Linked DNA regions of Mus musculus: regions 1, 2, 3, 4 and 6 are each linked to region 5. Evidence: chromatin contacts called from public ChIA-PET and promoter capture Hi-C data. All regions are on one chromosome and are shown on one strand. Each heading gives the region's core, a stretch centred on a gene start, on an enhancer-like site or on the middle of the called end of the contact. The rest is flanking DNA. Distances are from core to core; before and after follow the strand shown. Region 1 holds the start of Flad1 (flavin adenine dinucleotide synthetase 1). Region 2 holds the start of Adam15 (a disintegrin and metallopeptidase domain 15 (metargidin)). Region 3 holds the start of Dpm3 (dolichyl-phosphate mannosyltransferase polypeptide 3). Region 4 holds the start of Hdgf (heparin binding growth factor). Region 5 holds the start of Sema4a (sema domain, immunoglobulin domain (Ig), transmembrane domain (TM) and short cytoplasmic domain, (semaphorin) 4A). Region 6 holds the start of Pklr (pyruvate kinase liver and red blood cell).

Region 1 (4,956 bases), core at 110-2,609, 960 kb after region 5:
CCTCGAACTCACAAAGATCCACTTGCCTCTGTCTCCCAAGTGCTGGAGGTTAAGGCATGTATCACTTTGTTCCTAGGACTTTGTAGGCTTGTGATCTGGGGTAAGTTTCCTAACCTCCTTGAGGCTGTTTCATAATTTATAGAGATCTGTAATAAAAACCCCAATTTCATGGAATTTTTGAAGTTTGTAAGGCCACATGTGATATAGTTAAGTGCAGACCAGCCTCTGGTAGACACTAAAAAAGATCAGGGTAACTATTACTGTTGCCAACCCATGCTTGCCACATCCTCTAACAGCACCCTGGCCGTCCAGAATAGAGTCCTTTCTTCTCTTACCTTCCTTCTAGCTCGCCTATCCAGCCTGCTGAGCTTCCTCTACTTGCTGTGCCACCTGTCACTTGTTATGTGGCTACTCTGCCCCCAGTCATACTTCGTAGCAAGTTGTAGGAAAGTTACTACCCATCTTTCAACAGAAACACTCAACCGAAGGGTCACTTTTCCTCCAATGTGTTAGGACTCACTCCAGGGCCGGACTTTGGCAAGAAAGGGGATTCCTACTCCGGTTTCCCTCCTTTCACCGTAAAGAGTCCACGACAATAGAATGCCACACTCTTCCCCTCTTCCGTTCCAGACACACCTTAAGGATCTCATCTCCAACAATGATGATGCCTGCTGTCACGCTGCGCCCTGATCCTGGGGGCAGTTCAGAGGCCCTAGATGCCATGGTCCTGCCCTCTGTGCTCTTTTGCAAGGCTTTCCAGTAGCCACTCAGAACCCCAAATTGGGGCCGTATGTACTGAGAGGCCGCCAGGTCTACAGGATGCAGGAGGCCATACCCTGAGTTCCGGGGTTGAGGGAACCTGGAAGAGCCAGAAAGGACAATGAAGACGTCAGGAGTGTACCTTCTTCCTAGAGGAAGGAAGGCTCAATCTTCTTTAGTCACCCTTACTCCGGCCTCTTTAACATACTCTTAAGCCCCAGGTTCCTAAAAACGTCTCGATTCCTATTCCTTTAAAGTGCCATGTTTTCCCAAGACCTACCACTTTAGATATCTCCGTCTGCCGAGCAGGTTTAAAATTTGCCCTATCTTGGGTATATCTGCACCTTTAAATGTCTCTTCTCTTCGGATCACCTGTCCCTTTAAATGTCTACCTTATTCTGGGCCTTAGGGTCCCTTTAAATGCATTTCTTTCCTCCCTCCGCCAATGACCAGGGCTCAACCTACTTCTGCACCCTTTCTATCCCGAGATCTCTTTTTCTCACCAGGCTTCAGATCACTGATCTCGTATCATCCCACCTCTATTTTGCCCCCTGCACAGGGTCATTCGCTCTTTCCTTTCCGCATGTCCTAGGACAGCTTCCGTACTCAAAGTCCCGCCTTACAATGCTTCATGTTGATTGGTTATTTTGGCTGTCGCTCACTCCTACCAGTGGTTCTATTGGTCTAACCGGCAATCGCTCACGCGCCTCATCGCGGAGCTAGAGGAAATGCTAAGTTGTTATTGGCAACACCATGTAGTCATCACTGTCCGGAAGTAAAAATAGGGGCCTGGCCTTAGCCCATGGAGGGCGGGACTTAAAGTGTTCTGGTACTCGAAGGGAAAATATTGGGAGGTGTTTTAAGGACTGTCGGGTGGGACTGTCGGGTGCTGCTTTGTAGTACTAGAAGAAAATGAAGGTCTGATTCTGTTTCATTCAAATATTAAAAAACAGTTCAGACAGAGCCCCAGTATATAGCCCGGGAAGTAACTTGTTTAAACCGATCAGCCTGGTCTCGAACTGCCTGGGGAGTGGTGGGATTCAAATCATGTGTTACTACACTTCATTGCATCACATTTCTCTTTCTGTCTCTACCCCTCTCTCCTCTTTCGAGATAGGGTTTCTCTGTGTAGCTGGAATTCGCTCTGTAGACCAGGTTTATTAACTCCTCCTGCTTCTGCCTCCCAGGTTCTGGGATTAAAGGCGTGGGCCACCACCGCTTGGCTTTGCCTCTTAAATTTGAGAAGGTGAAGATGGTTTTTCTTTTTTTTTTTTTTTTTCTGAGACAGGGTTTCTCTGTATAGCCCTGGCTGTCCTGGTACTCACTCTGTAGACCAGGCTGGCCTCGAACTCAGAAATCCGCCTGCCTCTGCCTCCCAAATGCTGGGATTAAAGGCGTGGGGAAGGTGAAGATGTTATTAGCATTAACAATGAGGTGTGAGCTGCAGGGTGTGGAACCTTCGTTTGTTTCTAATATAAAGGGAAAAACTACTTAAGCTTCTCTGACTTTAAAATGTAAAAACCCTTTCCTGCCCCACCTGCCTCCAGAACATCACTTCCCAATGATGGGTCCCTGGAGAGAGGGGTACGCAGGAGTACCTTGGACTCACTTTGGGTACTCACAACATTTCATTCCTACTTCAGTGCCCCTCCACCCTTTGCTTTGCTGGGGAAAAATAGCTTAATCATCTGGGTTTTTTTTTTCTTTTTTTTAAAAAAGCTTTTACTATTATTGTATGACTAGGAAGGACAGCAGTGTCCCAGCATGCAAATGGAAGCCAGAGGACAACTTTCTGGAGTCCCTTTTCTTTCACCTTTATGTGGGGCCTAGGATCTATCCCAATTTGGGTGGCGGAGTCTTACTCTTACCTGCTGAACCATCTCGCTATCCCTAGATATTACGATATGTAAATTGTGACCCAGTAGGTTTGGACGGGGTCTGACATCTACATTTCTCCTGGGATTTTCTGTTGTGACTTGGAGGCATGCTAAAACCACAATATCTTTTCAAATAAATATGCTCTCATGACATGTGGCAAACGTGTTGGGAATATGGCTTTGTGTTAGAACACTGGTCTAGCATTGTGAGGATCAGGACTGAAAAAGAATTATATGTTATTGGAGACAGGTTCAGAAAGGGTGCCCACACGATCTTGAAATGCCATAGTGAATGTTAGACCAGCCTTAAGTAGTAAGTCCTGTGGGGTTTCCTTAGTTTAAAAGGTGGGGGGTGTGGATGAATAGGGGAATGAGTGTGACCACAAAGTATTATATACTTTTTTGAAACTCTAAACTGGGAGTGGTGGTACATACCTTTAATCTTAGCACTTGGGAGGCGGAGGCATACAGTAAGCCATACAGTAAGACCCTGTCACAAAATGAGCAAACAATAGTGGGGCAGTGGTAGTGCATGCCTTTAATCCCAGCACTTGGGAGGCAGAGGCAGGTGGATTTCTGAGTTCCAGGCCAGCCTGGTCTACAGAGTGAGTTCCAGGACAGCCAGGGCTACACACAGAAACCCTGTCTCGAAAAACCAAAAAAAAAAAAAAAAAAAAAAAAAAGGTTATCTGACTTCTTTTTAAACAAATGTTCCAAGCTTTTATGTGCTTGGTAGAAAGATTGAACTTTTAACACATTGCTGAACCCATGGTTCATGCTGTTCCATGGAACAGTGTGCCCAGAGTCTGCCCTCTGAACATTTCCAGGGGATGTGAATGCCTTTAGGTTTGTGAGTTAACGGTGCTGGAGAGATGATTCAGCAGTTAAGAGCACCTGTTGCTTGTTAGAGAACCTGGGTTGGGTTCACAGCATCCACATGGTATCTTACAACTCTAACAGAGTGAGTCCCAGGCCAGCCGAGGCCAGGCTCTGATGCCCAGCCATCACATGCGGACACACATATGTGAGGACAAAATACTAATACAGTATGAACCAGAAACTAGGCATAGCGGTGTAAAGGTTCAATCTCAGCACTTGAGAGGCAGAGGCAAGGCCAGTCTGGTGTCCATAGTGAGAGCCTGTCTCAAAACCAAATACATCTAAAAAAAAAGTTAAAATGTCAGTTGAACTAGGAATAAAAGATAAAAACAACAGTGATGATTTACTTGGAGACAAGAGTTCAAACATGGAGAGGGTTTGTGTGTCCATGTGCCACCGCACAGCCCCAGGCAGAGAACACCTTACAGTACAGCTTTCCTTGCGCCAGTGGGGCAGGCACAGTGGTGGCAGGAATGCCCACTTGCTAAGCCACCTTTTAAAGGTTCTTAGACTTGTATGTGTATAAATGCTTTGCACCATGTGTACAACGATGGATCCCTGAGCCCTCTCTCCTCCCATCAACCACTTCTTAAAAATTTATTCATTTAATTTATGTGAGTACACTGTCGCTGTCTTCAGACACCCCAGAAGAGGGCATCAGATTCCATTACAGATGGTTGTGAGCCACCATGTGGTTGCTGGGAACTGAACTCAGGGCCTCTTGAAGAGCAGTCAGTGCTCTTAACCACTGACTGAGCCATCTCTCCAGCCCCCATTTTTTAAACTTCTGGGTGAGAGTATATGCCAGGTGTGTCTGGTCTCTGTAGAGACCTGGAGAGGGTGTTCAGTTTTCTGGAGCTGGAGTTACAGGTGGTCCTGAGCACTCCAACATGGTTGCTGGAAATTGAACTCAGGTCCTTTCAAAGAGCACTGGTGCTCTTACCTGCTGAGCCTTGTCTTCAGCCCACTCTAGGAATGACTTTGGAGGTCTCAGTACTTGAAATTCAGCCCCAGCCATTACTCACAGAGGCTGGAGTCCTATGTAGCACTTAATCCCACTCCCATGTCTTTGCATGCTCTTCAGGTGTTCACATGTTGGGACTGCATAAACGACAATACGACTGGACTATGTAAATCGGTTCATCTGCTTTGATGGGACAAGGCTGTACCAATAAAATCATTATCTTAGGCTAATAATCTGTGAAATACATTTCAGTGAATGCTTTTACAGTGAGTCCAATTAGAACATTATAAATTAGTTATTGCAACATTCAACTAAACCTCTTTCCTGCAATGAGCCAAGTTTCCATTATCCACCTGAAGGGTATAGAGTCAGAATGATTCCATCGTGTATCACTTGGGTGCAGGAGAGGAGATGGCTCAGAGGAAATGAAGGAGTGAGGGTACAGGATGGGACAGTCTTATAACCACAGCGTTAAGA
Region 2 (4,609 bases), core at 1,228-3,727, 890 kb after region 5:
GAGGTGGGCAAGGGTTTGTTAGGAACCAGGCAATGCCACCAAACGAACTACTCAGTTCCTCGGAGGCCACACAGATGAGCTGTCGCTCCTCCTGCCTGTCTGAGTTCCAGGATGATTTTTGACATCTATAACTGTACGAACTCAGGCAAGTTATTTAATTTCTCTGAGTTTTAACTTCTTCAAATGTTAAATAAAGATGATAAGTAATAGCATCTACCTTATAGGATTGTTGTTAAGGAGTCCGTGAGTGTAGTTCTCAGTGCATAATAAAGGTTATGTAAATCACCTCCCAGTAATTATTCGCGCCTGCCACCTTACCTATTTTGTAGAAGCTCCAGGACATGACTCTCACTGTCCAGCTCCAAGGAAATCCTCAGGGCCTCAGGTAAACCAGTCTGTGGACACCAGAGGCATGTCACCTCCCCTATCCCTGCCCACAACTTCTATCCTATAAAATCAGAAAACCTCAGGCTCTCAGGAGAGTACCAGTGATTAGGTCACTGGTTGGGGGATCCCATGGGAGGGTCCAGGAAACCCTGCCTGGCCTGGGCATTGTTCTAGGGGCTTATGTGGGGAGGTCAAGGAAGGTATCTGAGCCACCCCTTCTCGGCTTCCTGCCCAGAGAGGAAGCATCATGAAGGACCCAGCACAGGCCCCAGCCCTTCCTCTGACTCAGCTTCAGAAAGTGTGTATCTGTCTGTCTGTCCCTTTCCAAATCTCTCCCTTACTGAAAAAAAGAACAGTGTGAGTGGAAAGGAGGAGGCTTAGTGTCAGAACTCTCCCAGTGTACGTGATGGACAGACAGGCTGAGGCCGAGGCAGACACGTATGTGCAGAGGGGATGGAGCTGAGTGTAGCCGGGGGCTTGAAGGAAAGGAGCAGGACCCGGATGGACCTGTTACCCTCAAGATGATTAATACTGTGGAGTGCGAGGAAAGAGAAAATCTTATTAGCAGGCTGTCCCTCACCTGAAGCACGTCTGCTAGGCTCATTGGGGGGCTGTCCTGAACAACCCGGCTCTCCATGGATCCACTCAGCGTCCTCTCTGGGCTGGCTTGCTGCTCTTCCTCAGTGCCTCCTGCAGGGTCCCAGAACATCCTAAGAGATTGCTGAGGAAATCCCTAGCAAGGCTGGAATCACTAGTGTCCTCAGACCCACCGACCCTCAGCACAGAAGGCTATATCAGTGACTTAAGCGGTCCTGCAGTGTGTGCCAGGATTTAAAGGAGGATATGGGAAGGAGGGGTTTTTTTTTCCCCAACTTACGGATTTCACCCATAAGTCCCCAAAGTTCAGAGTATCCAGCTTGCAGCTCCTCCTTGCCTTCCCTTTGGCCAATCCCAAGATTTTCACGGGGGCCCTCCCTTGTTCCCATCCCTTCCCAATCACACTCCCCACCCAATCAGGAATGCCCTTTCTTAGGTCTAAGAGAAGTCTGTGGCCTAGTGCCCACTTGCCCTTCCTTTTCCCTCACAGTAGAGATGCCTGCCGGGAACACCCATCTTTGGGTGAGCAGTGCAAACACTCTGACCTCCCTAAACAGCCTTGATGCCCAGTCAGGCGCACCCGTTCCCAACAGCCTCCGCTTCCTCCGCCAGCACCCCCCAACAATGGCCCTCTCCTCTCCGGACACTCCACCCCCGCCTACCCTCTCGGCCCCCAGCCCAAGACAGCAGCGGGAAGTGAAAGTTCCAAGGAGGAGTTGGTGTCCCAGTCTCTTTCCTGGCGAAAGCTCCCTCCCCTGGCTCCTCCGGGCCCCTCCCGCTCCGCCAGGCTTCTGGTGGCAACCGCACCCGAGTGAGCGGTGCTGGCCGCCCAGGTCTGGAATGAACGGCTGAAAATAATCCTTTTCACTAAAACCCCACTAGCTAGTCCGGGCACTTCATTGAGTAGAACTGTCAGCTAGGCACTAGAGAGACGAAGACGTCAGTCCTAAGGAGTGACTCTTTCCATGATCTGAGCGCCCCACCCCCACCCCCCGCGCACGCTCTTCAGTGCCTGAGACTCAAAAGTGTCTGCAGGGATAACTCGGGACTTCAGGACAGAGGACGCCATCCTCCCTCCTCCTCTTCCTCCTCCTCCTCCTCCCCATCCTCCTCTTCCTTTCGTTCTCCAAATTACCTGGCCCTAGGCTTTGGTCCGCAGATCACGCAGGCTGCCCTCTGGTTAGGCTCCGGCAGACCCCAACACCCCATTGCCTCCGGGTTTCCTTGTACCTCTTTCCAAATCATCCCCTCGACCCACTGTCCTGGGAACTCACCTATATTTGGCAGCGGCGGGGAGGGCCGAGGGCTGCCCGCGCCCAGGAGTCCCAGAGCCCAGAGCAGCGCCAGCCGCATGGCCGCGGAGCTCCGGGCTGGACTGGGGCAGCAGGTGCGGGGCTACGCGTGGAGGAGCAGCCACGGCCCCGCCGGACACCAGCTCGGTGCAGCGCAGCAACTAGGCCCCGCCCCGCCCCGTCTGAGGCTCCGCCCCGCCCCGTCTGAGGCTCCGCCCCTGCCGCTCAGCGCAGCCTCTTTCCGGCAGCTACCGGGATGGGTTTGGACACCACAAGACTCGCGCCTTCCCTCCATCCTGCCTCCCGTCTGTAGCCCGGCTTCGTGGAGATTGTGCGGGCCAGTTCTTCCGGCTCACCCAATCCCGGATGCCTGCGAAGCACCAGCCGCAGGAGCGTGCATCACACTTTATTAAGCAAGAAGGCGGGCAGCATCCCTTCAATCGCCATACACAGCGTCGTCGTTGCTGTCGCTGTGGGCGGATGACGAGAGCTCTTCGCGGGGCGTGCACACCGGGCAGAGCCGTTGCATGTCGTCCCAGCACGACCGGCAGTACAGGGCCTTGCAGTCTGGTGTGGGGCACACGTAGGAATCCGGCGTCTCCATTGCCTGGCACACCACACAGCGCTGACGCATGAAGCGGTGCAGGAGAGGGCACCGGCGATACAGAGCCTCCACCAGGTAGTGGGGCTGTTGGAAGATGAGGTGGATTGGTTAATGCCAAGTGGGCTGAGCAGAAAGGGTTGTCAGGGGCACTGGGCAGCTCTTAATGTATGAAGTCCCAAGGCCTGACAATGCTATATTGGAGGAAGCTGGGGTAGACAAGAAGAGCCCTCGAGGGCGATATTGAGATAAATCGAAAGAGTCTTCTTCTCCATGATGGGCTGCGGAGCCTGGCGTGCCCAAACTTACTCCCAAGGATGACCCACAACAATTCTGTACACCTGTGGAGCGGCTTAATTTGGTACTTAGGCTTAGAAGGGAGGAGGGCACAATTTACACCTTACTGGGCTGGAGAGATGGTTCCGTGGTTAAGAACCCTGACTGCTCTTCCAGAGGACCCAGGTTTGAATCCCAGCACCCACATAGCTAACAACTGCCTGTCACTTGAGTTCCAGGGAACTGGATGATCTTCTGGCCTCCCTGGACACCAGCCACCCATGAGGACACAGACATATGCATAGGCAAAACACCCATACACATTAAATAAGTGCAAATTTTAATTAAGTCTTTTTTAAAAAATCTCTCCGGGTGGTGGTGGTGCACACCTTTAATCCCAGTACTTGGGAGGCAGAGGCAGGTGGATTTCTGAGTTTGAGGCCAGCCTGGTCTACAGAGTGAGTTCCAGGACAGCCAGGGCTACACAGAGAAACCCTGTCTCGAAAAACAAACAAACAAACAAAAAACTCAACCCCCCCCCAAAAAAAATCTCAGAAAGATGGTGTAACTTTCCTAAGTCAGATCTGAGTCAAACCTGGCAGGAACCAAGTCCCAAGCTTTGTGGCCATTCCACAGTCTCACTTTCCGAATACCCTCTTCATACAGTTGCCAGGAATTCTTAAGAGCAGAGCTGGGCTTGCCCTTCGAGCGCTCAGAGGTCTGTTTCTTCCCAGCCTTGCTCTGCCTCCTTGGCTCCTGCCACACTTTGCATTTCCCTTAGCTTGCCCTTTGACCTTGGCATCCACTTTGATCTCTGAGTTTGTTTTTTTTTCACACACTGTTCCTTCAGCTTAGAACACATACCCCCCTATTTCATCTAGCCATTCGAGTTCAGTCTACTTCAGGACCAGGTCAAGGGATCCCAGCCTGCTGATGTTCATGTGTGCCGTGGGGTATGTGTGGCAGTCAGGGGACAGCTTGTGGGGAGTCCTCTCCTTCTACCAGGAGGATGGAACTCGGGTCATCAGGCTTGGTGGTGTGTGTGTGTGTGTGTGTGTGTGTCTGTGTGTGTACCAGCATCAATGAAGTAAAACCCAGGCATTGTAACAACTGAACAAATGAATTGGTTAACACCATCTTACAGAGAAGAGAAAGCAAGACCTGGCAGTTGAGTAGGGTCACACAGCTGCCATACCATGGCAGGGATGAAGCTGGACTCAAACCAAGTCTTCTCTGGCAGCCAACCACCATACCACTCTTCCAACTCTGCAGAATGGCCTCACAGACCTGTCTACACTCTGTTCTTCCAAGGGGGAAAAAGATACAGTGAGGACCCCTGGCTCCTTCAGCTTCAGGATGTGTGGACTCAACCGCAGTTCCGGTTCTGTGTCTTCCAAAGACTGCATGTTCCCTCCTGAAGTCCCACTGACCCCTGGCCACCTGCCTCCTCTCCATT
Region 3 (4,473 bases), core at 1,390-3,889, 810 kb after region 5:
GATTGGCTAAACCACCACACTAAGAGACATAATGGACATGCTAACCTGGAAGGGGGAAAACTCATGAGGCCTCAAATCTCTCTATATATAGATGTTAAGATCATGTGATGTCACATGCCTTTCATCCCAGCACTCAGAGGCAGAGGAACACTGATCTCTGAGTTCGAGACTAGCCTGGTATATGGACTAAGTCCCAGGACAGCTAAGGATATATAGAGAAACTCTGTTTTGAAAAAAAAAAATCACAACAACAAAACCATGATCATGTACAGTTCTTGTAACAGATCCAGGTCCAGTCACTGCCACTTTGCTTATAACCATCAGTAACTCTGGTCCAGGGGATCTGACACCCTCTTTTAACCTCCTTGGGTAGCAGGCACACGTGTGATGAATTCATACATAGAGGCATACCGTTGATACACGGAGAATATAAATCTAAAAAAATAAAAAGAGGCCATACATTGAGAGAGAGCAAGGGAGGGATTGGAGGAAGGAAATGGAGGAGGAAAAGTAGCATAATTATACTCTCAAAACAAATTTAAATTATGATTAAAAATTCTGAAGGGCTGGAGAGCTGGCTGAGTTCACCCTTGTCTGTAACTCCAAGCTCTGACACCCTCACACAAACTTTCACGCAGGCAGAACACCAATGCATGTAAAATAAAAATTAATAAATGACTTTTTAATTGAGGCCAGGATGTGGTGGTGCACACCTTTGAACCCAGCAGGAGGCAGAGGCAGGAGGATCTCTGTGAGTTTCAGGCTAGCCTAGGCTACAGAACAAGAGGTCCAGGACAGCCAGGGCTACACAGAGAAACCCTGTCTCAGGGAAAGGAAAGAAAGGGGAAAAAAGAAAACGGCACATTTTACTCTTGTCTGTTGTCTCAGTAACATGTTTTTTGTTTTTGTTTTATAAATAATAATTGTTGATTAACATTGAAGGCTTTGAGGAAATAAGGGTTTGGTTTGTTTCTCTTTTATTTTACATGGATGGGTGTTTTGCCTGCATGTATGTCTGAGTATGTGTCTGGTGCCTCGGGAAGTCATAAAGTGTTGTCAGACGCTCTGAAACTGGAGTTACAGATGGTTAAGGACATCATGTGGGTGCTGGGAATGGAGCTCAGAGGATCCTCTAGAAGAGCTGCCAGAGCTCTTAACTGCTGAGCCATTTCTCCAGCCCCTCTGGATTCCCTTTTGACATACCAAAGTAAACTAAATTTCCAATCCAGCTACAAAGCTTTGAACAATGGGTCTTTGAACATTTGTTAATTTTTATTTTATGTGCACTGGTGTTTAGCCTGCACGTGAGTCTGTGTGAGGTCTTGGAGTTACAGTCTACTTCTGTCCCCGCTTTGTGATTTCCAAGTGGACCCTCAATCCACTCAGACTAGATTTTTTTCCCTTTAAATCAGGGCCTTCCTTATGTAGTTCATGTTGGCCTTGAACTTGGAGCAGCCCTGCCTCCTGAGCCTTGGGATCATGTGGATGTCCTCAGGACTTTTTCACTCCTCATTTACTCGTTTTTCCAACAACAGAATTGCTTTAAGGAAGGTTTGGTAACACACACATTTAATTCTAGCACTGGGAAAGCAGAGGCAGGAGTAACAAGGGTTCAGGGCCATCCTCAGCTACATCCCATGCTCTAGGCCAGCCTGGAATACATTACATTAGACTCTGTCTCAAAACAAAACGAATACCAACCAGGCTGGAAACAGCTCAGCTGTTAAGTGTGCTTGCTGCTCTTCCAGAGGACCTGAGTTTGGTTCCTAGCTCCAGTGTCAGACAGCTCACAACTACCTGTAACTCCAGCTTTTCTGGCTTCTGCAGGCACCTAAATGTATCCAGTATACGCTCAGATAGACACACATATGCACACATAAATAAAGATTTAAAACCCAAACAAACCAAAAATCAAGCCAAAGAAAACCCCCTTGTTTTATTTAAACTGTTATTGCTACCTAAAGGCAACCAACCCCTTTTTATTAAAAAAAAATTTTTTTTTTATTTTATGCACATTGATGTTTCACCTGCGTGTATGTCTGTGTGAGGGTGTCAGATTCTCTGGAACTGGAGTTACAGGCAGCTGTGAGCTGTCATGTGGGTGCTGAGAATTGAACTAGGATCTTCTGATAGAGCAGCCAGTGCTCTTAACTGCTGAGCCACCTCTCCATCCCCTAGCAACCAACCCTTTATCATATCCTGTAATGGTCATGGTCTTCTTTCTTCTTCTGTTGAATTGCCCTGGAATCACAGGTATATGGGCCTGTGATTTGCAGTTCAATTTGACATGACCAGCCTATTTCTTCAAGACAGGATCTCAGACTGGAGTTCAAGTTTATTCCGGGTACTCTGTAAAATCCTGTTTCAAAATATAAAAGGGCTCAGTGGTTGAGAACTTGCCTAGCAGGTGTGAGGCGGCCTGTTCATGTTTGCTGATTGATGGGTGTGTTGGAAGAATGCTTGAATAATTGAATGAGTGGGCTTTCTGCACTGGAGAATCTAGTTTAAGGGGGGCGATGTAACATTCCCATCTTAACGCAGCGTTTCGGGGTATCCTCCGATTGTCCACAAGTTCCAGCCGGTATCGATGTGGGTCTCCAGAACAAAACGGCAAAAACTCTTCTGAACTCAGATTTTCGAAGAGCAGTGTATAACCAACCTGGATCTGAGCGCGGCCGAAATTGTCCTAAGAACTACAGTTCCCAGAAGGCAGCCCGGAAAAAGGGCGGTAGTAGAAAGGGACTTCCGGATGCTGATGCGGGCCTTGTCAGCGCGGCACACGGAGGTACGCTTAGGTGGCGGGCAGAGTGGAAAGACGGAAATGGGTGGCGGAGACTGGGAATAAATGTCAGATGCAGAGCGGGGATCGGTAGAAAGAACCCTTAGCTTTGATTTTTCTCCCTGCAGCCAACATGACGAAGTTAACACAGTGGCTTTGGGGACTGGCTCTCCTGGGCTCTGCCTGGGCTGCCCTGACCATGGGAGCACTGGGCTTGGAGTTGCCTTTCCCCTGCCGAGAGGTCCTGTGGCCACTGCCTGCCTACCTGTTGGTCTCCGCTGGCTGCTATGCCCTGGGCACGGTGGGCTATCGCGTAGCTACATTTCACGACTGCGAGGACGCTGCCCGAGAGCTGCAGAGCCAGATCGTGGAGGCCCGAGCTGATTTAGCACGCAGGGGGCTGCGCTTCTGACACCTAAACCCATTCCAGTCTGGACATCTTTCCTCATTCCGCATTAAAATGCAGTTTTATTTTCTAATCTTGTGTAGTTTTGAGTATGGAGGATAGCGGTGGGGTGGGGGGTGGGATGGGGATTCTATATACTAGAGGTCAAGAGGTGAGGGGGCAGGAGAACCACCTTACCAGGCCTTACTTAGCTTTGCATTTTGATGGTGTTCTGTTCCCTTCTCAAGATTTTTTTTCTGTTTGAAATAGGATGCCATGTACCCTAGACTGGCCTTGACCCCAGCCATATGGCTGTGGATTATCTCGATTCTAACGTCTCTAATTACAGGCTAAACCCACCATGACTAGACTAGTTTATGTCATGCTGGGCTTCAAACTTGGAAGTCCACAACTGAACTATATCCCCAAAACAGGTTTGTTTACTTGTGTATATGGTTTTAATATATATGGTTTTAATAAGTAGTTCAACCTGGCTTACAACCAACCCTGTCGTGCTACCCAGGCTGCCCTCAACCTGTGGTCCTCCCGCTTCAGCTTCAACCTTGGAAGTGCTGCGAGGCTTCCCATACAAGGCTGCGCAGGAAGCATGGGTCCCTAACTTCCTTCCATTCTTCACAGCTTTCAAGTTGGTTGTTTTTTTGTTTTGTTTGTTTGTTTTTTGAGACAGAGTTTCTCCATGCAGTCCTGACTGTCCTGGAACTCACTCTGTAGACCAGGCTGGCCTCGAACTCAGAAATCCGCCTACCTCTGCCTCCCAAGTGTTGGGATTAAAGGCGTGTGTCACCACTGCCAGGTTTCTTTTCTTTTTAAAAGGACTTCCTGGATCTTTCTAACTTCTAGTTGTTTTTTGTTTTTTAAAGATTTATTGCCGGGTATACAGGGTGAGTTCCAGGACAGCTAGGGCCACACGGAGAAACCCTGTCTTGAAAAACAAAAAAACAACAAAAAATATTTATGTTATGTGTGTGAGTACACTGTAGCTATCTTCAGACACACCAGAAGAGGGCATTAGATCCCATTACAGATGGTTGTGAGCCACCATGTGGTTGCTGGGAATTGAACTCAGGACCTTGGGAAGAGCAGTCAGTGCTCTTAACCACTGAGCCATCTCTCCAGTCCTAACTTCTAGTTCTTTCAAATCCCTTTTCTGAGCCAATCCTACAGGCCCCCCAGGCAGTAGGCCCTCTGTCTGTCAAGTCAGGCAGGTTGGGAATGGCGAAGAACACATCACTCTGCAGGCAGGGGTGGGGAACAGTTTATTTTAAGGCACATTCTAATACCACCTCAG
Region 4 (4,552 bases), core at 1,488-3,987, 550 kb before region 5:
AATAAAGTTTTATTACTTAGGTAAATGTTCATTTTCCTTTTAAGTGATCACAATCTTGGGACATGCTGGCACTTTAAAGAGACTGTGAACAGGACACTGTATGGTTAGAAACTGTGAATAGGACTCTATACAGTTAGAATTACTGTGTGAGGATTTTTTTTTTACATACCTGTGATGGTCTTTGTCACAGGTTTATTTATTTATAGATGAGGTCTTAACTGAATGCTAGAGAAATCATAAGGTCAGTTGCCCTTTCTTAAGGCCTTACTGCTCCAAAGGTGGCGGTTTGCAGGTGCTGCTCTGTCTAACAGCTTGTTAGAAATGCATACACCCCCAAACCTGACAAAATCTGCTCTCTATGAATTCCCAGTCGCAAAGAACAAAGGGAAGCCTGACTCCCCAAGGGTCTAGGCTTCTGCTCATGCTGTAACTGAGCCTCTGAGGTGCTTGGCTTGGCTCAGGGCAGCTGGGGGAGCGGAGGTAAGGACTGGATATTAAATTGCAGCCAAAGCCAGGAAGGTTTATGGCAACAAAAGGAACCTGCTTGTGGCGTGCTGTCTGCATGGGCCATTGAGGGAGGGGCCGGGAGGGCTGCTGCCAGCAGAAAACTTTCTTTGTGTGTGTGTGTGTGTGTGTGTGTGTGAGAGAGAGAGAGAGAGAGAGAGAGAGAGAGAGAAGCTGAGGATCAAATCTAAGGCCTCTTTCCTGCTCTATCACCCGAGTTCCATTCTCAGCCCCATCAAGAATTTAGAAGTTGCTCTTGCTCTTCCTCTCTGCCCCCCCCCCCCCGCCACCCCTCCTCCGTATTCATGGCTACTCCTCTACCCACTCTGCCTTTCTCTGTCTCTACTACCCCCTCAACTCCCCTCCCCATGCCCTAAATAAACTCTATTCTACACTAAAGTAATAATAACTTAGAAGTCTTACTGATACCTTTTAGCCAAGTGGAGAAGAGGGTAGGACCCTCAGTTTTAATTAAATTGGAATGTGCATGATTTGAGTTTAAAAACATGTAAAATTTCATACTTATAGGACACAAAAAAAAACTCATTAAACTTTTTTTTTTTTTTTTTTTTGGTTTTTCGAGACAGGGTTTCTCTGTATAGCCCTGGCTGTCCTGGAACTCACTTTGTAGACCAGGCTGGCCTTGAACTCAGAAATCTGCCTGCCTCTGCCTCCTGAGTGCTGGGGTTAAAGGCGTGTGCCACCACGCCAGGCATCATTAAACTTTTTAAAGAATTTGTGATTAGGGTTGAAGAGGTGGTCAGTTGCTGCTCTTCCAGGAGACTCAAGTTCAGTTCCCTGAACCCATGTGAATGGGCTCACAATGACCTGCGACTCCAGCCTCAGGGGATCTGACACTCTCTTCTGCACACCACACATGTAGCATGCATTCACAAACACAAATAAAAACTTCAAATCTGAGCTGGTGAGATGGCTCAGTGGTTAAGAGTGCCTACTGCTCTTCCAATGGTCCTGAGTTCAAATCCCAGCTGTTTGTGGACCATTTGAACTCATACATGGTGGCTCACAACCATCCCTAATGAAATCTGAGGCCCTCTTCTGGAGTGTCTGAAGACAGCTACAGTGTCTTACAAATAATAAATGAATAAATAAATATTAAAAAAAACCTTCAAATCTGCTGGGCAGTGGTGGTGCACCCGTTTAAGAGGGAGAGGCAAGTGGATCTCTGAGTTTGAGGCCAGCCTGGTCTACATGAGTTTCAGGACAGCCAGGGCTACACAGAGAAACCCTGCCTTGAAAAACCAAAAACAAACAAACAAAAACCAGAAACCTTCAAATCTCTTTAAAAAGAGAGTATGCAGGCCAGCCAGCCAGGGCTACATACTAAGACTGTCTCCCCCGGCAGTGGTGGCACACTTCTGTAATCCCAGCACTTGGGAGGCAGAGGCAGGCGGATTTCTGAGTTTGAGGTCAGTCAGAGTGAGTTCCAGGACAGCCAGGACTGCACAGAGAAACCCTGTCTTGAAAAATAAAAAAAAATAAAAAAAAAAGACTGTCTCAATAAAAATAAGATATAAAACAATTAGATATAAACAACAAAAAACCCATTGCACAGAGATGTAATTACAACAAAATCTTGTTTGGTTTGAGATCTGAGATCAAGTTTTGCGCACATCATTCCTTAGAATATAACCCAGGCCAAATACAGTCTTCAAATTAATACTATATATCTCCAAACTAGATTTAGTGGTATCCAACTGTCTTTATCGTTTAGGACCTCCTTATTCTAGTGAGGGTAATTGGTGATAGTCCAGATACAGCTGTTAATTTAGAGTAGACTGAAATGGTAGGACTCGAACTCTTATACCGCCACCAACAGAAGCACGTGGAGTGTGTGGGGTACACCTCTTGCCTTGGCGGTCTAACTAGTTAGAAGTCAGAGGCGCAGAGCAAATACGTGGGTTGGGACATGGCACGTGGTAGGGGGGACAGAGCGCAAGGCAGGCCACAGTAGGCCCCGCCTGGCCAGGGCATTCAGAGGAGCCCGGGGAGGGGCACGTGCAGCCTGTCCAGCGGGCGCCAGCTCCTTTTGGGCTGGCACCCACCACCCGCCCGCACACAAAGCCCGCTCGGCGCGCTCGGCACTCGGCTCTTCAAGCCTGTGCCTCTGAGCCCCGCCTGGCGGCCTCCAGGTTGGGTGTGAGGCCGGGGCAGGCTGTAGGCGTCGATTGGCTGCGCGCATCGAACCGCCGCGGGCGGGAGCGCGAGGGGAGGAGTGGGCCGCGGGGGGTGGAGGAAGCGGCCTCGCTCGCGCCGAGGAGGGAGCAATTGAATTTCAAACACAAACAACCACACGAGCTAGCGCTCCCGGAGCCGTGTGTTGCCCACCGCGCCCGGCCCTGTCCGAGCGGCGCGCGGGCGCAGACGCCGTGGCTGCCCCGGAGCTCGCGTCGGGGGCCGGCATCGAGGCGGGGGCCGCGCGAGGGCCGGAGCGCAGCGGCGCCGCAACCGCCGCACGCGCAAACTTGGGCTCGCGCTTCCCGGCTCGGCGCGGAGCCCGGGGCGCCCGCGGCCCCGCCATGTCGCGATCCAACCGGCAGAAAGAGTACAAGTGCGGAGACCTGGTGTTTGCGAAGATGAAAGGATACCCACACTGGCCGGCCCGGGTGAGTGGCGCGGCCGTCGCGGGCCCTGCTGCGGGTTGCATAACGCTCGGGAGGGCACGGCCGCCGAGCGCGGAGCGGGCGTAGGGGCAGGGGTGCCAGGCCTGTTCTGGCTGGCGGGAGCCCACCACCGCTTACATAACGGAGGCGATCGCGGCCGGCACCTGGCGGGCAGCGCCGCGTGCTCAGTTCGCCCTCACCCCTCCGTCACAGCGGCCGAGGCTTCGGGCTCACGGTGGCGGGGGGGGGGGGGGGAGCGGCCCGATGGTGTGTCGCTTCTTTCGCCGCGAATCCCAACCCCTTCTCGGAGCCCCGCTTGAGCCCTGAGTCTCCATTGATAGTTGCCTCCAGTTCAGGTTTCTCTGGCTGGACGAACGGGTGCGAGGGGTCTCAGTTCACAGAGGGTTAGGTGGATGTAGAGTTGGCGACTCACAAACTTTCTTGGAGCATTTTGGTAGGAACTCTGAAGTTGGGAGGGTCGTGAAATGTTTGGGGACGACTTACTTAAAAATGGTCTTGCCTGGCCTGGTGACTCTGCCATAACCGATTTAGCCCCCAGCTCTACAAGAACATCCCTCCATATGCCTCCAGCTCAGACTTGGAACTGGAGGCAGCAGGGCCCCCGTGTGCTTTGGGAAATCCAGTACAGACGACCTTAGCGCGGTGTGGGGGATTGTGGGACGCTGGAGTTTCCTCGGCTTCCCATTAGTGAGCGTCTCCAGTCAGGGAGGCCGGTGTCAGCCATGTGGTTGTTTGAACCCGCCAAGAGTAGGGCCTTCCCCATTCCAGCACCTGGCCAGGTGGGAGGGTGGGGCAGAAAGCCTGCTGTGTTTATCACCTTCCCTCCCAGGAAAAGGTGTGTGTGTGTGTGTGTGTGTGTGTGTGTGTTGGGGGGAGGGTTGCTTCTGGGAATTTTTCAAAACGATTGTAGAGGGGGCCCTTGATACCGAGTGAGGGCATGACTCAGCCCCTTAGGGTGTGGAACTTGTGTAAAAGAAATCCTCGGGCAGAAAGGCCTGGAGGGAGGGGTCTCAGGCAGGATTGCCTTGTGAATTTTACAGTATGGCTGACTGTTCATCTGGCTCAGTACGACTCTGAGGCTCCATGCTGTCTTCGTTCCTATTCAGGGTGTCAGGACACCTTGATCTTTGAGAAAACTCAAGTGGCCCTCCATATTCTCTCTCTCTCCCTCCATCCCAAGGAGTGTGTTCAATCCTACTTGCCTGAGCCTTGCTCACTGAAACTTTAAAATGGGTCAAGTAAGGCCTGGGTCTGGCCTGGGAGTGCAGTGCAGAGAGAGAGAGGCCAGACTCTTTCCAGAAGCTTAGAGGGCCTCGAGGGCCTGACTGAAGCTAGGCTTTGTATATGTGTGTCATGTAAACACTCATGTAATTTATTACCTTGCATCCTCTGATCCATTGGCT
Region 5 (4,936 bases), core at 1,733-4,232:
TTGAGTCAATGTTTTAAATCTCCTATGCCAGTGATTTCCATATCAGCCATTTGAGTGGCTGGGGTTACTGTAAGACCACAGCAGTCCCTGCTGTCACTGCTGACTCAGAGTGGCAGGTGGCGGCTGTTCATATGGAAGCAGAACTGGTCCAGGGAAGCTGCTGTCTTGGACTCTGGCCCCTGGCCTCCTCACCATGTTCTTTAGCCTTGGGATTCCTGGGTTCTGGATATTCAAGGCCAGGACGGCCTCTCGAGCCCCCACATAGAGAGTGTTGCCATCGTCACTCAGGAGCAGCGTGTCAAAGTCTCGGAGGCCTTTTTGTTGGAAGAAGCTGAGGGCCCTGTGCCCGTCTCCTGTTGGGAGGCAATGACAAGGAGAGGATGAGAAGGAGCTGACCACTGAGGCAAAGGTGGGGGAGGGGTGGCAGGCCTCAGCAGCTGCCCCCCTTCACTGGCGGCACCCCCCTCCATTTCCTTCATCCTTCAACAGCAGGGCATCGGAACTTTGTGGATTGAGTCCCCAGAAGTGAAAAGTTCCAAAGACAGGGTAATGGTAGCTTGGGTACTGTTGGTGGTGTTGGGGGGAGAGCCTGCTCAAGACACAGACAGAAAATGAAGTGAGGCTAGAAGATGCAGTCTCAGGCCTGGGGGGATGCAGTGAAGCAGGATGGGAGGGGGAGAGCTGACAGGTAGACACAGGAAGGGGTTCTCAGCCACAGGCAACGGAGATAGCTGTCGTCCGCCTCAAGATTTGTCGTAGTTACAGATCCCTGCCACCCCCGTTTCCTCTGTCTCCTCCCCTCACTCTGCGATAGCAATTGCCCACCACCAGCAATGCCCACTGCAGCAGAAAAGGCTGCTTCCTCTCGGTTTCTGAGCCCCATCAGTGTGGGCATTCCTGGGAGCCACCTGGACAGTCTGAATATGTTGGTTAGTAGTGCATGTTCACTACATATCTTGGTGGTGGCATGTGTGCACATACACACACGTGAATGTGTGGGTTCCTGACACACTGGCACATCAGCAAGGAGGAAAGAGCACCTCAGATAAGTCTCTAGTGAGCACATGTGGACTTTTGCTTTAGTCAGAGGACAATCTGGCTGTTACTCTTTTGGCCTCAGGAAGCCTGGAAACCAAGAGGAATCCAAAGACAAAATGGAAACAATACTGCCTAGATTGGCTTCTCCTGAACTCTGAAGAGAGCTCATTGTACTTCCCCTTGAAACGCAGGCTTGTTTGTGCCTGCACTCCCATCCCACCCAGAGATGCCGCTCTATCCACCGACTGCTACATCTCCTTTACCATTTTGCCTCAGAAGGATGCTAAACTACATCCGTGAACAGAAGTAACTTACTTCTGTGTGTGTGTGTGTGTGTGTGTGTGTGTGTGGGTGGGTGGGTGTGTGGTATATGTGGCACTTCCCCTGGGGCATTTCCTGGAACTAAAGGTGTCAGTAACCGAACAGCCTCCTCAAGAAACCACCGAGGCTGGGTGAGCTGCTAGGATCCCTTCTGATGCCCAGTCTCCTGGACAGGATCTGGCCCGGTGTGACCTCTGCAGTTGGCTTGGGCCCTCCAGCTCCTCAGACAATCTAGAGCGAGCTTTAGCTTTCCAGCTCCTGGTACTGAAAAAGCAGTCAGGAGTTTAAGGCTCCTTGCTTAGTGACTGACATTTGAGGGAAAGAAAAACCACTGAGTTGGCAGAAAAGGGTCACAGTGACCCTTCCTTCCCTTACAGATCAACTTGTGCCTCAGGTGGCCTCTTCTTCTCCCAGCCCCTCCCAGGCTCCCTGGCATCTCTGTTTCTTCGTGCCATTTCGTCCCCTCTGGCACACCCTTCTCCTTCCTCAGCCCCTTCATCTCTATGGTGCCATCCATACCTCCCAGGTACTAGACACTTACCAGCATGGTATTTGACTCTGGGCATGGGCCCCTGACCACCAGTCCCAGAAGCAGGTGGCAGTGATGGCAGCAGGAAGAGTTGGAAGAAAAAAACACGCAGGAGACTCCATGAGTCCTGGCCCAGGGATGGTAGGGCCATGGTCAGCCTGAGATGGTCACCAGATGGTTCTGAGGAAACAGGCACTTTCTGGGTTAGCCATGCTTACCACACCCTTCCTGAGGGCCAATAGGAGAGCCCCAGGGGGCAGAAGTTCCTCTCTGGAAGGGCCCTCAGAGTCTCACTTCCATCCATCCCCAGCCTTGAAGGTGCCTCCTGCTGCCCTCTGCATAGGGTGCTGCTGTGGCCCACGCTGTGCCTCTGGTCACCTAACCATTAAAAAAACTACCTTGCCATTTCTCACCTGACTCACAGAAAAATTCCTTTCCACTTTGCCCCCTCAGCATCTCCTGGCCCCGTGCTCCAGAGCTCTGATCATCTCTGGCCCTGGGCAAAGGTCTTCTAGGGAACTAGTTCCTGTATGCAAAAGGTAGATTTCCCCAGGCTGGCCTGTGCTGTGACACCTTATGCCCGCTACTCACCCCAACCCAGGCAGACAGCCTACCCTCTCCTCAGCCCCCAGGGGCTCTGACTCTTGCTTAATCGGGCCCATCTAGCCTTCTTCTTAGGGATAGGGGCGTGCCAGTTTATCTACCACTGTGGTGGGGCTGCCCTCTGTATTTCCTGGGAGTGGCCTGGGCAGGAGTCCTTGGCAGACTCTCAACTTCTCCAGCCCCCCTGTCTGCCTCCCCAGAGCTCCGCAATCAGCCTCCCCCATGGCCACTGAATGCAGGTTCACACCCCTCCCCCGCCCCCGCCTCATCTCACATACCCTTGAGCCAGCCACACTGAGAAGTCCTGTGTTCAAACCCTGAATCAGGGTGCCATCCGAGGCAAAGAAGGGGGTCCAGGCAAGGCAAGCAGGCTCAGCCTGGCTGGAACGGGCGCGCGGCCCTCCAGGCACCCATCCTGCCAGAGCCAGTGTGGGTTTCAGGCCAGGGAAACCAGAATTTCTACCTCGAGTTGTGACAGATCCTGGCTGGCTTGGGCGGAAGTTGGTGGATCAGGGCGGGGAGACTGGTGGAGTGTGGGAGTGGGGGTGAGGCTTGAAGGCCTTGCAGGAGACACACCTCCCTCCCTCCTTAGTCTATCCAGAAATTAAGAGTTCCTTCCCGGCCAGTTCAGTGATGCCCTTGTTTCTCCCGCACACCACTTCCAGTCTAACCAGCCCAAGCTGCAGACTCCTCTTGCTCAAGAGAGCTCGGTATGACACCGTCTCTCTCCTATTCCTTCTCTCTCTGACCCCATTGTGGGGTTCCCCCACTGCCACATACTGAGACCTCCCGACCTCCCACACCCAGTAGGACCACATTCTTGAAAGATAACACGTTTAAAGCTGGCATGGTGGCGAGGCATACCTTTAATCCCAGTACTCGGGAGGCAGAGGCAGGCAGATCTCTGAGTTCGAGGCCAGCCTGATCTACAGAGTGTGCTCCAGGTCATCCAGGGCTATACAGAGAAACCCCGTATCAAAAAAATAAAAAATAAATAAAAATCCTACATTTGTATTAGTTTTTTGGTTTTTCCCTATGACTTTGCTGAGGAAGCCCTAGTAATTTGACGTCTCAGTGGGAAATTGGAGAAATTCCCCATTTGAACGCGTGCTTCTTGGGATACGCTTTGGAGCTGAAGCACCCAGCTGGCATGGTGGCTGGTTCCTCCTCCCCAAAGGTTCCAGGAAGACCTCATAACGCAGGGTTAATGAGTAACCAAGGGCTCCTAGGCCAATAAAGAGTGGTTGGGCTGCTGCCCACTCTCCCGGGTCAGCTGACTTCAGGTTAAAGAGCACAGTGACCCAAGCTGGTCTACCTCCAGGACATACCCTATCTTCACTGTAAACACCATCCTCACTGCCAGGATGGTCCCCACTGTAGGCTGTCCTCCACCCTTCCAGTTACAGCTCCTAGACGGAAAGCATTCCTCGGTAGAGCCTGCTTGGCCTTCCCTTCATGCTTTCCCCTCTGCTTCCGTTCTCCAGTGTGGCCCAGGAGCTGGGCTCACACAGACCCTCCTGATGGCTTCATCTGTCAAAGCTTGCTAAGACCCGCCCCCCCCCAAGCTCTCCGTTCACTGTGAGGACTTTGCCAATCTCCCTGTGCTGACACAAACTTCTGAGTCTCCTTGACCTCTAGATCAGGCTTGGGAAGCCACCACCTCAGGGCCTCTCTTTGGAGACAGATTGGCCTATCTGGGTCACAGGGAGGAGCTGTGACCAGAGGAGCAGCTCCAATGCCATCCTTCTTTACTCTCTTCCTGTCCCTGGGCGTCCTCAGGAGACCAAGTGCTCTCCCAGGCCCTCGGACAATGTGAGAAGCTCACACTTGGGGCTTCAGGCTTCCCAACTTCAGCAGGCAGGCTCCACTACAGTCTTGCTGCACAGAGAACAGAAGTGCAGCAGGGGTGACTGGACAGCCTGACGTCCATCCATCTACCTCAGACCTGTCTAATTCGGAAGCTCTCCCTACATGGCTGGCTCCTTCAGTCCCATCTCCTGCCCTAGTGCATTAGCTCAGCTCAGAGCTGCTCAACAGAGGGAGTAGGCAGGCATCAGAGTGGGAGGAGCAGGGGCTTTCTCTCCTCTAGCCAGGAACCAATCACTCAGGGTGACTCCTGACTCAGAAGGAACAGAAATCTCCCCGAAGAGAGGCCATCTGATGTCAACTTCAGCCTAGGTGCTTCCAGCCCTGGGGTGCCACCCACTCTCTCACAGTGCCTTTCAGGCCCAGCTAAGAGAAGAGAGGCAGGGGGAGAAAGGGACATGGCCCCACCAGCTCGTCTCATCTCTCATACCCCTGAGCCTCACCTGTCACTCACACAGGGTCCTGCCTTCAGAAGAGGCCATGCTGGGTATTCCCTCCTGCTGTTGCTTACCTCGAGAAAGCCTTAATCATTTTTTAAAAAGAGGACTACGTTTTCATTCACACTGGGCCCCACAAAGG
Region 6 (4,360 bases), core at 482-2,981, 680 kb after region 5:
TTCTGCTCTGTCTGCCTGTCTCCAAAACACATCTCACAGACTTCTCCCCTCCCCCACAGTGCCACCCAGGCTAGCCTGTCACCTCCCACCCTGATCAACTCCCAAGACTCACCTCTGTCTTCTGAATCCATGACTGTTTACATCGGTCAGCTAGAGCTACCTAAGACCTAACTTGAATTATATTATGTCCCTGGCAGCCATACCAGTGGCTCTTTGCTCAGGCGCCCAGGTTTACCATGGCCACGTCCCCCTAACCAGTTTCTCTTACACAAAAAGCTTTTGTTCCTCAGAGTTATGGGACATATGCAACCTACAGGAAACTCTTTCCTCTGCTGCCCCTGCTGCCCCTGCTGCCCCTGCAGCCCCTGCTGGTGCCTTCTCATCCTTAATAGCTTAAGCATAATCACATTAAAGAAAGCCTCATCTTATTTAAGAGGTGCCTAAGATACACCACTGTCCCACCCGGCCACCCTGCCCAGTCCTATGATCCATGCCTGACACCCCTTACCCAGTTTAAAGTATTTATTTATTTGCTAGTAGTCTGTCATTTCCCCACACACACTATATTAAAACCCATGGAGGGCGAAGGTTCCATCTTTCTATCTGCTTGACTCCCACTGTATCCTCCAGGGTTGTCACTGGCCATTGTCATTGTCATAGTGTCATGGAAGCCTTCCTAGAGAATCCCACTGTTCTAGCAACTTTGCTGAACTTGTAAAGTCACCCAAGAATGGGGTCAAGAGAATCCCCAGTCTAGGGTCATCTGGGATATGGAAAAAAAGTAAGTGCCAGGTGGCCCGTCTGTTGGTTGGGGTAGTTATAGGGAATTTTGACAGCAGGACTGCAGCTTATGCTCATGGTGGTCAGCAAGGCAAGGTCACTCTCCCTGGTGCCTTGGTAAAAAGTGAGTTGGGTGCGATGTCCCCACGATGGCTGAAGAACTCCCCTGTGCTCAGGCTTCCTGTGTTTACTAATATGGTTCGTCAACATCAATCTAAACAAGTTTATCAATTAGTGCCTAGAACTGTTTATAGTTTCATCTTTGGATTCACAGAGGAACAGATGCGAGAAACTGAGATACCCTCTAACGTCTATCAAAGGGTTCCCCTCTGCCAGGTGGTGGTGGCGCACGCCTTTAATCCCAGCACTTGGGAGGCAGAGGCAAGCAGATTTCTGCGTTCGAGGCCAGCCTGGTCTACACAGAGAAACCCTGTCTAGAAGAGAAAAGGAAAGGAAAGGAAAGGGAAGGGAAGGGAAGGGAAGGGAAGGGAAGGGAAGGGAAGGGAAGGGAAGGGAAGGGAAGGGAAGGGAAGAGAAGAGAAGAGAAGAGAAGAGAAGAGAAGAGAAGAGAAGAGAAGAGAAGAGAAGAGAAGAGAAGAGAAGAGAAGAGAAAAAAAAGTTCCTCCCTCTTTTCCACAATCTAGTCCCCACATTCAAGCTCTTGCTCTGAGAATATACCTAAGATTCTTGTCAATAAAATACAAAGAGAAAAGGATTGTATCACTGGCGATGAACTAGTCTCTATTGAAGCTGATGGACTGACAGTATGAATGGACTAAAAATTGACCAGGAAAAACGGATGACCTAGGGGAAGGGAAGATGTGGGGACTGACAACCGACAGCCCTCCAGAAGGGACTCTGTGTGGGGATGGGGCTGCCTACTGGGTGTGCCTCTTTTCTATTCTCTGGCTCCTGCAGATAAGACCAGCAGTTAGGGTACACTCTCCTCCCAGTCTGTGGTTCTTGCAGCCCCAGTCCCACACTTTGGAAGCATGTCTGTCCAAGAGAACGAGCTACCCCAGCAGCTCTGGCCCTGGATCTTTAAGTCCCAAAAAGACTTAGCAAAGTCTGCTTTAAGTGGGGCTCCAGGAGGTAAGAAGAGGAAGGGAAGCCACTGAACAGAGAGGAGAATTAGGGTAGAATCAGTGTTGGGGGTGGAGGCCTTGGGGGAAGGATGCCCACTACAGCCTCTGTTAAATTTGATTTGAGCCTTTGATCCAGGCTCTGCAGACAGGCCAAAGGGGATCCGGCAGCATGGACGCCACGGGGCACTCCCGTGGTTCCTGGACTCTGGCCCCCAGTGTACAAGGCTTCCATTGGCAAGAGAGATGCTAGCTGGTTATACTTTAACCAGGACTGATCTCGTCTGTGCCAGGCCCCATCCCACTGACAAAGGCAGAGTATAAAGCAGACCCACAGACACAGCAGGTACGCAGCAGTATGGAAGGTGCTCTACTGAGCCGGGCTGGGTCAAGCTACGGGGGTTTCCCCCACAAGGGGGCAGGCAGGGGATAGAGCCGCACTGTATAGATGGAGGGAACTTGGAGGGGAGGGAAGTGGGGAAGCCAGAGAGTTGCCTGGAGCTAGAAGGAAGTAAACAAGGAAAAGTAACAGAGAGATTCCAGGCCTAGAGAATGAGATGCCTTGAGACTTGAGGGAGGCTTCTGGGGGTGCTGAGGCTGAGTGGTCTGCTGGGGGGCGGGGTGGGGGAGGGTCTCGGTAACTGGGTCCGTAAGGACTCAGCTTTGAGCTAGACCTAGATTTGAATCATCTTCCTTGGAAGATGCCCTTTTCTTAGACAGTGCATTTTCTCTCTCCGTCTTTTTCCTTCCTTGTAAAGTTGGGAAAGAGCACATCTAACAGCCTGCTCCATAGAACCCTGGAGACTAAACAAAGTAATGTGTGACACTCAGATTGAAGGAAGGCCTCCTCACACAGACCGGAGGGCTGAATAGACACAGGGTGCACTGGCAGGAAGCACATGGGGGATAGGCGATTGTCTGTGCAGGATCCTGAGTCCCCATCTACCGCAGGGCCAGCAGGATACCTGAGACGTGCCAGTGTGGCCCAGCTGACCCAGGAGCTGGGCACTGCCTTCTTCCAGCAGCAGCAACTGCCCGCAGCTATGGCGGACACCTTCCTGGAACACCTCTGCCTTCTGGATATCGACTCAGAGCCTGTGGCCGCTAGGAGCACCAGCATCATTGCCACCATCGGTAAGACCACCCAACCCTGGGCCGCCACACTGGGCCGCCTGCATGACTCTGGTGTCTCCTTACTGTGCTATCTTTGCCATGGTCATTCATTCAACAAATATTTGTGAGATTTGCAGGTGTTGTTGTTGTTGCGGGTGTTGTTGTATTTGCTTCTTTTTCTTTTTCTTTTTTTTTTCTGAGACAGAATCTTCTTATGTTGTAGCTCTGGCTGTTGGGCAGGCAGGTCTCAAACTCAGAAATCCACCTACCTTTGCCTCCTGAGAGCTGGGCCGGGTTAAAGGTATGTGCCACCTTGCTCCACTTGAGGCTGGGTCTTTAAGACAGGGTCTCGGGTAGCCTTGGATAGTTTCAAGCTTATTATGTAGCCCATATTATATTGTCTTAGCCTAATGAGATCATAAGTATGTAATACCACACCCAGCTTAACAAATGCTCGTTGAGCCAGGTAGCAGTGGCGCACGCCTTTAATCCCAGCACTTGGGAGGCAGAGGCAGGAAGATTTCTGAGTTCGAGGCCAGCATGGTCTACAGAGTGAGTTCCAGGATAGCCAGGGCTATACAGAGAAACCCTGTCTCAAAAAACCAAAACCAACCAACCAAACAAACAAACAAAGCAAAAAAAAACCACAAATGCTTGCTTAGTACCTGGAAGACAAGGTTTGGAATTGGGGGTAGCCCAGTAAATAAGGGAAGTCTAGTGGATGGGACAATAAATACTAAGCAATAATTTATTAAAATGTTCTAATTCAGAGTCAAGTGTGGTGGCCCAAGCTTTTAATCCCAGCATTTTGAAAGCAGAGGCAAATGGATCTCTGTGAGTTTGAGGCTAGCCTGGTCTACATAGTGAGTTCTAGGGCAGCCAGAGCTACATTAAAAACAACAACAACAACAAAAACAACCAGCCAACCAAACAAACGAAAAAACTTGTTTAAAAAATAAATAAATAAAAAGCTACTTCAGTATGTTAGAAAGTCATGAGTAAAGAGACGGTAGTCAGGAATACGAAGGATGAGAGCTAGAGGAAGACTGTGGTCCTAACCGGGGACCAGGGCAGCTAGGGGAAAGGATGGGAATGATGATGCTGCCCCCCACCCCCACCCCTGTAACCCTCACACTCTGAATGCCTAGGAAGGAGGATCGCTAAGAAAGTGAGGCCGGCTGGGGCTACAACGTAAAATCCTGTCTCAAAAACAACGACAACCAAATAACAAAAATGCAACTGGGGAACTAGCCAGTTGGTAGAGGGTTTCCCTTCCCCGAATGAAGCTTCAGCCATCACACAAAGCTAGCTGGTCTGGTCTGGAACACGCCTGTAGTCCCAGCACTGGGCAGTGCATGCAGGAGAGCCAGAGGTTCAGGGTCATC

Evidence for each region. Promoter capture Hi-C pulls out the DNA fragments that hold promoters and counts their contacts. ChIA-PET counts read pairs in DNA pulled down with a chosen protein or histone mark.
Region 1: a promoter capture Hi-C map of liver shows a contact between it and region 5, with 2.8 times the contacts expected there. The contact joins the promoter of Flad1 here to the promoter of Sema4a in region 5. A contact is called at or near these places in 1 of 39 promoter capture datasets (liver) and 2 of 115 datasets of contacts at active chromatin or transcription factors (bone marrow-derived dendritic cells and pancreatic cancer cells).
Region 2: an RNA polymerase II ChIA-PET map of memory CD8 T cells shows a contact between it and region 5, with 6 read pairs. The contact joins the promoter of Adam15 here to the promoter of Sema4a in region 5. A contact is called at or near these places in 2 of 115 datasets of contacts at active chromatin or transcription factors (memory CD8 T cells and pancreatic cancer cells).
Region 3: a contact with region 5 is called in an RNA polymerase II ChIA-PET map of memory CD8 T cells, with 13 read pairs. The contact joins the promoter of Dpm3 here to the promoter of Sema4a in region 5. A contact is called at or near these places in 1 of 39 promoter capture datasets (liver) and 2 of 115 datasets of contacts at active chromatin or transcription factors (memory CD8 T cells and pancreatic cancer cells).
Region 4: a contact with region 5 is called in an RNA polymerase II ChIA-PET map of memory CD8 T cells, with 11 read pairs. The contact joins the promoter of Hdgf here to the promoter of Sema4a in region 5. A contact is called at or near these places in 2 of 115 datasets of contacts at active chromatin or transcription factors (memory CD8 T cells and pancreatic cancer cells) and 1 of 9 other capture datasets (pancreatic islet).
Region 6: a promoter capture Hi-C map of liver shows a contact between it and region 5, with 3 times the contacts expected there. The contact joins the promoter of Pklr here to the promoter of Sema4a in region 5. A contact is called at or near these places in 2 of 39 promoter capture datasets (both in liver), 2 of 115 datasets of contacts at active chromatin or transcription factors (astrocytes and pancreatic cancer cells) and 1 of 9 other capture datasets (pancreatic islet).

What each region holds. Positions count from the first base shown.
Region 1 is chr3:89,410,522-89,415,477 of GRCm38.p6, forward strand. Flad1 (flavin adenine dinucleotide synthetase 1) reads right to left here and starts at 1,360. Exons shown (of 8, transcript NM_177041.4): 1 at 1,263-1,360; 2 at 637-859. The coding sequence starts at 723. Cks1b (CDC28 protein kinase 1b) reads right to left here. Exons shown (of 3, transcript NM_016904.1): 3 at 4,951-4,956.
Region 2 is chr3:89,347,551-89,352,159 of GRCm38.p6, forward strand. It overlaps Adam15 (a disintegrin and metallopeptidase domain 15 (metargidin)), which reads right to left and starts at 2,478. Exons shown (of 23, transcript NM_001037722.3): 1 at 2,259-2,478; 2 at 968-1,077; 3 at 319-395. The coding sequence starts at 2,337. It overlaps Dcst1 (DC-STAMP domain containing 1), which reads right to left. Exons shown (of 16, transcript NM_029974.2): 16 at 2,669-2,964. The coding sequence ends at 2,713. It also overlaps a transcript of Dcst2 not described here.
Region 3 is chr3:89,263,822-89,268,294 of GRCm38.p6, forward strand. It overlaps Dpm3 (dolichyl-phosphate mannosyltransferase polypeptide 3), which reads left to right and starts at 2,640. Exons shown (of 2, transcript NM_026767.4): 1 at 2,640-2,785; 2 at 2,908-3,258. The coding sequence starts at 2,913. The coding sequence ends at 3,191. Slc50a1 (solute carrier family 50 (sugar transporter), member 1) reads right to left here. Exons shown (of 6, transcript NM_009057.3): 6 at 4,425-4,473.
Region 4 is chr3:87,903,584-87,908,135 of GRCm38.p6, forward strand. Hdgf (heparin binding growth factor) reads left to right here and starts at 2,738. Exons shown (of 6, transcript NM_008231.4): 1 at 2,738-3,131. The coding sequence starts at 3,045.
Region 5 is chr3:88,452,779-88,457,714 of GRCm38.p6, forward strand. Sema4a (sema domain, immunoglobulin domain (Ig), transmembrane domain (TM) and short cytoplasmic domain, (semaphorin) 4A) reads right to left here and starts at 2,983. Exons shown (of 15, transcript NM_013658.3): 1 at 2,770-2,983; 2 at 1,901-2,068; 3 at 193-353. The coding sequence starts at 2,039.
Region 6 is chr3:89,134,411-89,138,770 of GRCm38.p6, forward strand. It overlaps Pklr (pyruvate kinase liver and red blood cell), which reads left to right and starts at 1,732. Exons shown (of 11, transcript NM_013631.2): 1 at 1,732-1,872; 2 at 2,814-2,996. The coding sequence starts at 1,773.